Regions from separate parts of the Sus scrofa genome. Here regions 2, 3 and 4 are each linked to region 1. The links are chromatin contacts, called in public Hi-C and HiChIP or PLAC-seq maps. All regions are on one chromosome and are shown on one strand. Each heading gives the region's core, a stretch centred on a gene start, on an enhancer-like site or on the middle of the called end of the contact. The rest is flanking DNA. Distances are from core to core; before and after follow the strand shown.

Evidence for each region. Hi-C and Micro-C count contacts between places; a contact is called where the count stands out from the background. HiChIP or PLAC-seq counts read pairs in DNA pulled down with a chosen protein or histone mark.
Region 2: an H3K27ac HiChIP or PLAC-seq map of alveolar macrophages shows a contact between it and region 1. The contact joins the promoter of WDR82 here to the promoter of BAP1 in region 1. A contact is called at or near these places in 2 of 5 promoter capture datasets (fetal liver and fetal skeletal muscle) and 1 of 2 datasets of contacts at active chromatin or transcription factors (alveolar macrophages).
Region 3: a contact with region 1 is called in an H3K27ac HiChIP or PLAC-seq map of alveolar macrophages. The contact joins the promoter of TWF2 here to the promoter of BAP1 in region 1. A contact is called at or near these places in 3 of 5 promoter capture datasets (fetal liver, fetal skeletal muscle and skeletal muscle) and 2 of 2 datasets of contacts at active chromatin or transcription factors (alveolar macrophages and skeletal muscle).
Region 4: a Hi-C map of liver shows a contact between it and region 1, with 5 times the contacts expected there. The contact joins the promoter of POC1A here to the promoter of BAP1 in region 1. A contact is called at or near these places in 1 of 5 promoter capture datasets (liver), 2 of 47 Hi-C or Micro-C datasets (both in liver) and 1 of 2 datasets of contacts at active chromatin or transcription factors (alveolar macrophages).

The regions. Positions count from the first base shown.
Region 1 is chr13:34,552,235-34,554,934 of Sscrofa11.1, reverse strand. It overlaps BAP1 (ubiquitin carboxyl-terminal hydrolase BAP1), which reads left to right and starts at 1,397. Exons shown (of 16, transcript XM_005669632.3): 1 at 1,397-1,610; 2 at 1,709-1,738; 3 at 1,848-1,902. The coding sequence starts at 1,894. It overlaps PHF7 (PHD finger protein 7), which reads right to left and starts at 1,117. Exons shown (of 11, transcript XM_001928213.4): 1 at 465-1,117.
Region 2 is chr13:34,410,850-34,413,549 of Sscrofa11.1, reverse strand. It overlaps WDR82 (WD repeat-containing protein 82), which reads left to right and starts at 1,360. Exons shown (of 9, transcript XM_003132249.5): 1 at 1,360-1,843. The coding sequence starts at 1,683.
Region 3 is chr13:34,369,662-34,372,361 of Sscrofa11.1, reverse strand. TWF2 (twinfilin-2) reads left to right here and starts at 1,365. Exons shown (of 9, transcript XM_013981767.2): 1 at 1,365-1,562. The coding sequence starts at 1,538. It also overlaps a transcript of TLR9 not described here.
Region 4 is chr13:34,306,718-34,309,417 of Sscrofa11.1, reverse strand. It overlaps POC1A (POC1 centriolar protein homolog A), which reads left to right and starts at 1,322. Exons shown (of 11, transcript XM_021068878.1): 1 at 1,322-1,717.

The DNA of each region.
Region 1 (2,700 bases), core at 148-2,647:
AATTCACAGTTTGTATTGGTTAAGGTGGAAATCCCTGAATGGCAAGCGGGATAAAAGAAATAAAATCCACTCCTACGAAGGAAGGACTGTGTCTACTCAAAGGAGAGAAGGACAGCATTTCTTAAGAGAGCTGAGTGAATCAGGTCACTCCAGGAACACACACTCCGCATCCATGTCCTCAGAGCACAGCTGGAGAACATGAACATCTTTAGGGACCACTATTCTGCACAAACTAGTTACTCCTCAGGCAACTAGCTGTTCAGAAAACTAAGGCTCCATCTCCTCTTCTAATCCACGAGTGCCACTTGCATTGGTAAATGATATTTGATGGCTTCTTACTCAACAAAAGCCCTTAGACAGACTGGAAGAGGAGAAAGAAGGGTGTGCACTAGGGGATCCACTTGGCTATTGTGCAAGTCCCAGTAAGTGGGGGAGTCCCGCACATCTAGCAATAGAAATAAAACCTTGAAACTTCAGTTCTTTGCATCGCTGGACAAGACGTTCCTTGAATGGGATTCTGAGCACACTGGTAGTTACAGGAAGACGCAACAATCTTCAAAGCGTGTGATGAGAGACGTTGCAGATGCTGGCTTCCACAAGCTGCTCAGTCCGAGGTTTGCTACCGAGCGGATGCTCCCTTGAAACGGTGACCAAATTGTTTCACTGGCTAAGTGCTGGGTAAAAGCTTGTTGAAAAAATTAAAAATAAATAAGCGTGTTCGGCCCCGCCGCCGCAAGAATAAACAATGGTTTATTTGGAAAATACGTATCGGTGTGGCCACAAGCGGCCCCCGGAGGTAACAGCCGGAGAAGGGGCTCAAGGAGCATCCCATAGATGCCGGACCAGGCTCATGTCGCGCCTGCCGGGCGGCTGGTACGGGGCCGGGCCGGAGGTCGCCTCCGCCGCTTGCTCCTCACGGTAGCACACCGCCTGCAGCTACCGGCCGGGGCCGCTCGCCCAGCTGTCGCCGAGGGAGCCGCTGTCCTGGAGCTTTATTCGTTGTCACAAGCCGTGGTTGCTACCTCACGGGCGGCCGCCCCGCGCGGTGACTGCGCCGGCGAAGGGGGCGAGCGCGCAAACGAGAGCCGGGTCACGCGGACTGTAACCCAGGGAAACTGCGTTCACGGGGACCACCGCTGCACTGACCGTTGGCAAGGAAGGATCGCTAACGGCCGCGAGCTAACGGCCGCGCGCCCGCCCCTCCCCGCCCCTGCTTCTCGCGCCACCGGCGTACCCACTCCGCCCCCTCCGCTCGGCCCCGCCCCATCTCGCCCCGCCTTTTCCTCGCGCGCCTCTGGTACTCAACACCGCCCTCGCTCCTCCCCTTCCTCTTGCCCCACCCTCCCGCGCAAGCGCCGGCGTCTGGAGTCGAAATCGCGGAAGACGAGCTCAGAAGCGGGGTGGAGACCGTCGCGCCGTGGTGACGTATGCCGCCGGCGCGGGCGGGTGACGCGGCAGGGCCCGTTGTCTGTGTGGGGGGCTAGGAGCCCCGGGGGCGGCGGGGGGCTCCCGGCGGGGGCGGCAGTGGGTCGGGGGGCCTGGACATGGCGCTGAGGGGCCGCCCCGCGGGAAGATGAATAAGGGCTGGCTGGAGCTGGAGAGCGACCCTGGTGAGGAGGGGACTGGGCAGGCCGGGAGCTGGGGAGGCCGGGTGGGTCCGGGATGCGCCTTTCTGACTACCACCCGCTCTTCTTGTCGCTCCACCCAGGCCTCTTCACCCTCCTGGTGGAAGATTTTGGTAAGAGCCTCTCCTACCCGCCAGTTCTGGGCTGTGGGGGCCCACTCCTGCGCCCTTGCTCCATAGCCAGGGGCTGCCCTTCCCCACTTATTTTCTTCCCTGATCGCAGGTGTCAAAGGGGTGCAGGTGGAGGAGATCTATGACCTTCAGAGCAAATGCCAGGGGTGAGTGGCTTGGCGCCAGGGCCGCCCCTTACACCCCAAGGGCTAGGGAGGGGCCCGGGAGAGAGTGCGCCTCAAGGAAGGGAGTACCAGTAGCCCCAGTTTGTAAAATCTCATATAAGGAAGCATCCCTCCTCTTTGGGTGTCCTCCTGATGAAGCCAGTACTGTATTTTTGTTTCCCCCAGTTTTCCCTCAGTACTTCCCTTTGGATGGTAGCCTCTTTCCCCCAGTTCAATTCCTAACGTCTTTTGGAATAAATTTAGTTGCTCTTTTGACTTTCCTGCCAGAAACCCCACTCACTTGACCTAGGTCATATGTTGCCTTTTTGTGCAGCTGTAATTTATTACTGCTTTAATGTGCTCGTGTGCCAGTGGTTTTAATCTCCACATAGGGGTCTCGTCTAGATTGGCTGGTGTGTGACATCTGACAAGGCATCTTTCTGGGTGACCATCTTCAGGGTCTTGTCTTGGTGGTCCTGTAGAATAGAGGTGTGGAGGAACAGCTACAGTGACTAAACGGAGAAGTCTGCTTTTATTTCGCAGGAAAGAAGGGACTGATACGGGTTTTCATTTACTTCCCTGACAGCACTGGGACTTGGGCCCTGGGCTTCACAAGTGTGAATCAGTGTTTAAATTCCTCATCACATTTTTTTGTTCTAGCCTTACCATCTGTTGCCACCTGGTCCTGGGCCATTGGTTCCAGTTTTTCTTTTCTTATCCCAGAACTGTATACTTTATAAGGATACTGGATGGACTCCTGGAGCACCACAGCCAGAAGCTGATACTTGACTGCCTCCAGTG
Region 2 (2,700 bases), core at 111-2,610, 140 kb after region 1:
ACAGGGAACTCCAAAAAAGCTGATTTGTACTGTACATAAATTATACCTAGATTGAGAATACCAACAACAATCTGGTTTAAGTTAATATGGAAAAATGTATAAGATGCAATACTAGAGCTGGAGGGAGAACGAATTGTTGCATCTATAGCTTATGTTGATATATGAATGAGGAGGATATTGAGAGAATTTAAAACTGTCTTGTTGAATGAGAAGATACTTTTCCATTTTTAAAAAGTTATTTGTAATTGATGCTACAAGTTTTTAAAACTTAAAGATGACTGTTTATAAAAATGTGTGTAGCTGAACACTTAAAATTAGTTCATTTAACCCACTTATAACGATTTAAAGGTTTTTAAAGAAGGTTTGAAGAAAAGTCCTGGGTGATGATCACATTAATGTATAGCCAAATGAAAAAAAAATTCAGCCAAATGAAAAAAATTCATCCACAAAATTTATGCAGTCTAGGAGTTCCCGTCGTGGTGCAGCGGAAACGAATCCGACTAGGAACCATGCGGGTTCGATCCCTGGCCTTGCTCATTGGGTTAAGGATCCGATATTGCCGCGAGCTCTGGTGTAGGTCACAGACTCAGCTTGGATCTGGCATTGCTGTGGCTGTGGCGTAGGCCGGAGGCTACAGCTCTGATTAGACCCGTAGCCTGGGAACCTCCATTGGCATGGGTGTGGCCCTAAAAGGACAAAAGACAAAAGACAAAAAAAAAAAAAAAAAATTATGCAGTCTACCGTGTAGTACACCTCAATTTAAAAAGAACGGGAGTTCCCCTCGTGGCTCAGTGGTTGACTAATCCGACTACGAACCATGAGGTTGCTGGTTCAATCCCTGGCCTCTCTCAGTGGAGTAAGGATCCCACAATGCCCTGAGCTATAGTGTAGGTCACAGAGTGGCTCGCATCTGGTGTTGCTGTAGCTGTGGTGCAGGCCGGGAGCTGTAGCTCTGATTCAACCCCTAGCCTGGGACCTTCCATACGCCCCGGGTGTGGCCCTAAAAAGACAAAAAAAAACAAAAAACCAAAAACCCACGAAAACAAGAACAAGCCTCCTGGGGGATAGCCCAAGGGGCAGTATTTGCTCTCACTCGCCCTTTGGTGGGGGAGGCCTACAGGGGGCGCCCCAGTGTCGGCGGCGGGTTGCGATTCAGCACAAAGGCTCTTGCCTCACGGGCACCAGAGACCTTGGGGCTCCGGTGGGAAGGACTTGGGAGTCCCCACCCATCCCGCCCAGCAGCAGTTCCGGGAACCGTCGCCTCCGGCCACCCCGCCACCCAGCCACCCAGCCACACCACTCTCTCTGCCGGCCGCGCTGACGTCACCGCCTCGCCTCGCGCCGCCGTTCTCGCCCCGCCCCCTTTCCCGTCTTGCGCCGCGGTGAGGCTCCTCGCCCTCGGCTTCTGCCTGTCGCCCCAAGATGGCGGACACAATGAGCCGGTGCCGCGCTTGTTGGTCCTGAGGTGATTGTGAGGGGGAACGGTCGGCAAGGCTCCACAGTTCAGACAGAAGAGTGTTGCCCGAGAAGGCGGAGGAAGAGGAGTAGGTGGCCCGACTGTCGCCCGCACTCCCTCTGGCCGCCAGCGCAGCGCCGGTCCTGCCCCGGTCGGCCCCTCGGCAGCCCGCCCGCCCGCCGGGCCCCGCCCCGGCCTTGCGCCGCCGCCTCTAGCAGCCGCCGCCATGAAGCTGACCGACAGCGTGTTGCGGAGCTTCCGCGTCGCCAAGGTGTTCCGCGAGAACTCGGACAAGATTAACTGCTTCGACTTCAGCCCTAACGGCGAGACAGTCATCTCGAGCAGCGACGACGACTCCATCGTGCTCTATGACTGCCAGGAGGGCAAGTGAGTGCGGCGGTGGCCTTGGGCTCGGGTCTGAGTCCCTCCCGCCATCCCCGTCTAGGCCCAGTGCTAGTCCGGAGGCCCGCCCTCCGCCCGGCCCCCTGCCTGTTTTGCACACGCTCCTGCCAGGACCGCGTCCACTCCGAAACTGTCCAGGAGACCTTTTTCTTTCTTTAGAAAATAAGGATAGCAATAATAATAATAATAATCGTATTTATTTTCCCCGCCCCCGACCTTCTCAGCGAGCGCTTTTGCAGCGCTGGCCGAACCCCACCTTGACCTTGACCTTTAAACGCCCGGTCCGCCCACCGCGGCCTCAGCTGGTAGCTTTTCCGCCCCTCCGACTCCCTCGAAGGTGCCGGTTTGCTGTGGCCCCCGCGCGGAACTGCAGAGGTTGCTCTGCTGCCTCATTCAGCAGCGGCAGCTCCCTCTCTCTGCCCTTTCCATGGTGACCTCGATTCAGGCCTGGCACTCCGCCCATCCCCTGCCCCTCAGCTTCCCGCCGCCTTTCTGCCTGAAGGCCGCGTGGGTTGCAGTTGTTAGCTGTCAGGATTTATTTGTTGTGCCTCTTTGGGCCCTCTTTCTTTTCCTTTCTGTTCCAAATAGTTCTCTTACTCCCTCAGTGCCGAAGCCTACGTTTATAGTTAACTTTTTAACAACATCTGAAACTTTTCCTTTTTGCCAGACACGTACAAACTTGGCGGTCCAGTCCTGACCTGAATGTGAACCTCCCAGTAGAACAAAGAAAGCATCGTCTAACAATTTCATGTTTCCTCTTAACACTTTCTTTTAAAGTTACACTTTATGGTCTACTTGGACTTAGCAAAATTCCTAGTTAGACCATGACATTTGTAGGTTGT
Region 3 (2,700 bases), core at 116-2,615, 180 kb after region 1:
CCCATACTAGGGGTCGAACTGGAGCTACAGCTGCTGGCCTTTACCACAGCCACAGCAGTGCCACGTCTGAGCCATGTCTGTAACCTACACCACAGCTCACAGAAATGCCAGATCCTTAACCCACTGAGCGAGGCCAGGAAGTGAACCTGCAACCTCATGGTTCCTAGTCAGATTCATTTCCACTGCGCCACGATGGGAACTTCTAATTTGGAAAATATTACTGAACACCTACTAATCCTGGGCACTGTTCTAGCTGCTGGAGATACAGCAGGGGTAAAAACTTAAACTGGTGGAGGGAAGACAATAAACAAATAAGCGAGTAAATATATGTGCCAGGCAGGGATAAAAACAAAGAGAATGATGCAGAGTGGGGCCAACCAGGTAGGAGGGAGGACTTTGCAATTAAGGTAGTCGTGTAATTTATCCAGTGATGGACATTAGAATAGAGAACATAACCTTATTAGTTTTAGTTAATGTGTTTTCTTGGTTAATTCCTATTTCCAAGGAATTTTTTTTTTTCAGGGCCGCACCCATGGCGCAGGCATATGGAGGTTCCCAGGCTAGGGGTCTTAATGGAGCTACAGCTGCTGGCCTACACCACAGCCACAGCAACGCCACATCCGAGCCGCGTCTGGGACCTACACCACAGCTCACAGAAATGCCGAATCCTTAACCCACTGAGTGAGGCCAGGGATCAAACCTGCAACCTCATGGTTCCTAGTTGGATTCGTTTCTCCTGCGTCGCGAAGGGAATTCTGCAGTCTCCTCTTTTCAGAAGACTTTCCCCACCCCTCTGCCAGGCTTTCCTCCAGGTTTCCACTCAAATTTCACCTCCTCCTAACGGCCCCTTACCCTCTGCACAGGGCACTCGCCACCACAGACACTGTTCATTTGCGGGCTGTCTAGCAGAAAGTCAGTTTGGGCTCCCACCGTCAGGACGGGGCCTTCAGGCGCGTCGCCTCCAGGTGCCCAGGGCCACAGGAGCCGCCCAAGAAACGTCTCCAAGGAAAGAGATGTCACACAAACACACGGGTGCCCATTCACACACAGAAAAACCCCTTCCCCGCTTCAAGGCCACGCCAGGATGCTACCCATCTGCAAACCCACCTGGCCCCTGACCGGGACTCAGGCTTGCGCGCGCTCATATGGATACGCCCCAGCCACAGACCACTCGGATCCGGGTGTACTGACACACACGTGCATGCGCCCACACATGCTAGGCGGTACGCAGATCGCATTCTCCGCCAGAAACAAGGCAAGCGCAAGCGCGCGGAAACACCACTCAAAGCTCCTCCCTGGGCCCACCTGGAGCCAGGCGCCTACTGCACGCACGCGCGGCCTCGAGTCCCGGCCTCGCCCGTCGGAGGCGGGGCGCTCTGGGGGCGGGTCCTGCGGCACCGCCCGGGAAGCTGCGCGAGGCTGGGAGGCTACCGCCACATCCTCCTCCTCCTTCTCCTCCTCCCGGTCCAGACGAGCCGAGCTGGGTCGTGGCCGAGCCGAGGGCTCTGAGGGCGCAGGCGGAGCGGGGCACGGAGCCATGGCGCACCAGACCGGCATCCACGGTGAGGGCAGATGGCGGACGGACGGGGGGCCGAGGGAGAGTCTGAGGCTGCGCCCCCTCCTGGGCTCCCGGCCCCTGTTTCCGATCCGGCACCAGCCTAGGGAAGCTTCCTGTTCTCTTGCAGCCGTGGGTCGCCTGGGGTGGGCAAATCTTAGTGGGGTGCGGACTTACTGGGCATAGTTGGGGGTGAAGGTATCTCTGTTCCCATCCGGGGGTGGATGTGCCTGTGTGTGCCTATCTATGTATTTTTGTCCCTTTCTGGGAGTGGGTGTACCCGGATGTGCACATCTGAGGGAGTGAGCACGCATGTGCACTTGTATGTACGGACCTGTGTGCACATCTGGATATGACTGCTTGTGTACATCTAGGGTCATTCGTGCACATACAGCAATGTCTTGATTGGACACTGTTGCATGGAACCATCTTTAGACATCAGTGTTTCGTGACTGTATGCACATGTCTGTGGGAGTCTGTGTGTGTGTGTGCACGCACAATTTGAGTGCATCTCAGTGTTCATTTGTTACCATGGATGGGTGTTTGGTTTGTACTGCTTTATGTCTGTGTGAGAAGGGAGCCCCGACCTTTGGCTCCTCCCAGGACCCTCACAAACCAGCCTGGGAAAAACTAAATGGGATGTGGAGAGTCACCAATCTGACCTTGACCTCTGATCTCCTGAGTCTGCCCCAGCTGGTATTGGAAGGTCCCAGCTCCAGGCTGGAGGTAGGAAAGAGGCTCCTGACCCTAGAGATTCCAGGCCAGGTCCTCCTTCAGCCCAGAGCATCAGCCTCCTCTCCCAAATGGCTTGGTTTCCTCCTTATACAGGATGGGAAAGAAGCAATGACCAGGGGCCAGGTGTTCTGACCCTACCCAGGCCTCAATGTCCCCCTGTGTCACTGACCTGGGAGGGCTACCTGGCCTGTGGGGAAGGCCCAGGCTGCTTACCCAGGTAGCCCAGTGGTTTGGCCTTCAGCCATTCCTCCTACCACGCCAGGATCCTCTGCCTGGGGCCATCATCATCGACCAGCCTGACCACCTGGTCTGCTTGCGGTTGTGGCCGCTTGGTGGCTGGCCCTGAGAGGGTTTCCCTGGCCCCGCCCACAGGACCAGAAAAGGCAGAGGTCTGGGTCTGGGCCAGCTAC
Region 4 (2,700 bases), core at 73-2,572, 250 kb after region 1:
ACATTTTTAACATACAGGAACCAATTTTAAGCCAAATTACAGTGAAGATGGATTAAATGTATCTATTTCTTGTGTCTGGCCCTAGACCTTCCAGGTCCAAAGAAGAGGCTCACCCCTCTACATGCTAGGTCCCTCCACTGCCAGTCTCTGAGTTCACTCAACGGGGCTCTGGTTTGCTGGTTCAGGGACATCATCTTAGGTCTCAGTATGTAGTGAGAAACCTAAGGGCCTGGCCAGATCTTAGTAGCCAATCTAGCCTGGGTAGGTGATGGAAGGATCCCAAATCTTGCAAAAATGTCCAGTTCAGATCAGATCCAGGTTGGGAAGATGCCCAGAGTTAGGCAGGATAGAAGAAAGGTGGAGGGACAGCAGAAAAGTGAGCAAGGATGGCCTCTGGTGGCCAGACCTCTGGATTGTCTCCTCTTTTAAACACACACATAATTTACATGTAGTTTACAAGAGGCTTCTCAGGAGAAGAGAGAGCCAGGCTGCCTTCACCCTTTCCTATATTACTAATGTGGAAACAGGGCCTCGGAGCAGTGTTATTTTTCCTGAGGTCATACAGCCAATCAAGGCAAGAACTGGGAATAGAACCCAGGCCTCTCCACTCCATGGATGTGATTCCGAGTTATTTGTGTTCTTTTATTTTTATTTTTTGTTCCTTAGGGCCGCATTTGCATCATATGGATGTTCCCAGGCTGGGGGGTTTAATAGGAGCTACAGCTGCCGGCCTACACCTCAGCCACAGACATAGGAAGCGAGCAGCATCTGGAGCCCATACCACAGCTCAGGGCAAAGCCAGATCCTTAACCCACTGAGCAAGGCCAGGGATCGACCCCACAACCCCATGCATGGTTCCTAGTCGGATTCGTTTCCACTGCGCCACGGGGGAACTCGATTTGTGTTCTTTTAAATCGACACTTGTTTTAAGCGCGTTCAGAGGAGTGAACCACTTAAAGAATTCCCAAAGAGTGAATAACTGGCTGTAAATGGGGTACTGAGAGAAAAGCCGGCCATCCGAGCGCTTTAAGAGGACACAGACACGGCGCTCTCTTGCGGCAGAGGGTTAAGGATCCTGCGTAGACACTGCAGCGGCTTGGGTCGCTGTTGTGGCCTTGTTCTATCCCTGGCCCAAAAACTTCCAAGTGCCAGGCGCCGCGCCCACGGGAAAAAAAAAAGAAAAAAAAAAAAAAGGACGCAGATACAATGAGCCAAGTACCTCCATCTCCGGGATCCTAAAAGGTTCTCTTTCGTTGGTTAATCAGGCCTTAGGGCATCTTGGGAAATGTAGTCCCACCTTCCTCCCGACAGGAGGATGCGGGAATCGAGGAACTGCATTTCCCAGAAGGCTGTGTTCGCCTTAGCCTTAACCGGACTACCCGTCGGCGGGGCGAACACTTCATCCTGGGCTTTTTAATTTCTCAGGGGGAATGAGCGACGGTGGACACAGGCCTTTAGCGACGCCGTCCGTAGGCTGCCTGGCTTGGTGGTGCTGGACGCGGAGACAGTGGACTCGGTCAACTCTCCTTCCGGTCCCGGGTGCAAAAAGCCGAGGCGCCCAGTCTCCTTTAATTGCGGTGGGCGGGGCGGGGCCAAGCGACCCGCGTTGCTATTGGCGGCGGTTGGGGGCGCGGAAACTGAACGCGCCTCAACGGCAGCCGCTGCTTCCTCCGGCGCCTTGGGCGCTCCCAGCCCCGCCATGGCATCGCCCTACCCGGTAAGTTCCTGCCAGCGGCTGCCGCCCGGGCCTTAGTCTCCCCACGAGGACAGTGGGCGCCTGGCCGGGCGCAGGGCTCCGTGCGGTCCTCTCCTGCCCTAGTTTACAGTCTGTGCAGGGTGCGATGGGTCGGGGCATCTAGCGAACGCCTCCTGCGAGCCAGGCCCTGTGCCGGTTGCCAGGGCTAACGAACCAGTCTCTATTCTTAGGATTTGTATCTCCGCGGAGGAGACATTAGTACTGCCCGACTGGGACGTCTGACCTGGGATCAGCGCCGGGCCTGTGTGGCTTCAGTCTTGTTTTCCTGAGCAGTGGGTAGCTGAATGGGGGCTTGTTGAGGGTGCACCCTGTTACGACGTGTGGGAACAGCAGGCCCCAGGATGCCCAGGACGGCCTAGGCCTGCGGTGTAACTTGAACCAGGATGCCCTCTCGGAGGCCAGAGGGGAGCACTCCGAAGCCCCTGTTTTTGAGAGGTTGTTTTGAACCTCAACCTGCTTGGTCCTCTGGCTTGGGTTGAGAGTCAAGGTGGCTGGATGGTGGCCTGTTGGCTTCCTTAGGAACCAGGCCTTTTGAACCCTAATTTGATGTTCTTTCCCCTACCCCAAAATATAAACCCCTTTGGGGGAGACGAGGAACCAGCAAGTTGCAGGAATGGAAGAGAGGGTGTTGGAAGATTTCATGGGTCCCCTGGTTAAGGGTGGATCTGAACTTGCCTCTAGAGATGGGCACTATGTTACCTTTGTTTTTCCAAGAAGCTCAGGTGGAGCAGTTACTGCTCTGTTCTGGGCCCACCTGTTGTGCTTTTCCCTCTCTTGTTGAAAGGATTCTGGCAGGTGTGTTGGGGTGGAGCTGGGCATGGGGCCATGGGAGCCTTTGTTCTGGTTACAGCTTTTTGGAGTGGCAGTGGCCTTGCTCTGGCTCAGGAGTAGGTTTGCTGGGCTCCCTGGTGCCTCCAAGATGTTTCTTTGAGGTTTCTGATTCT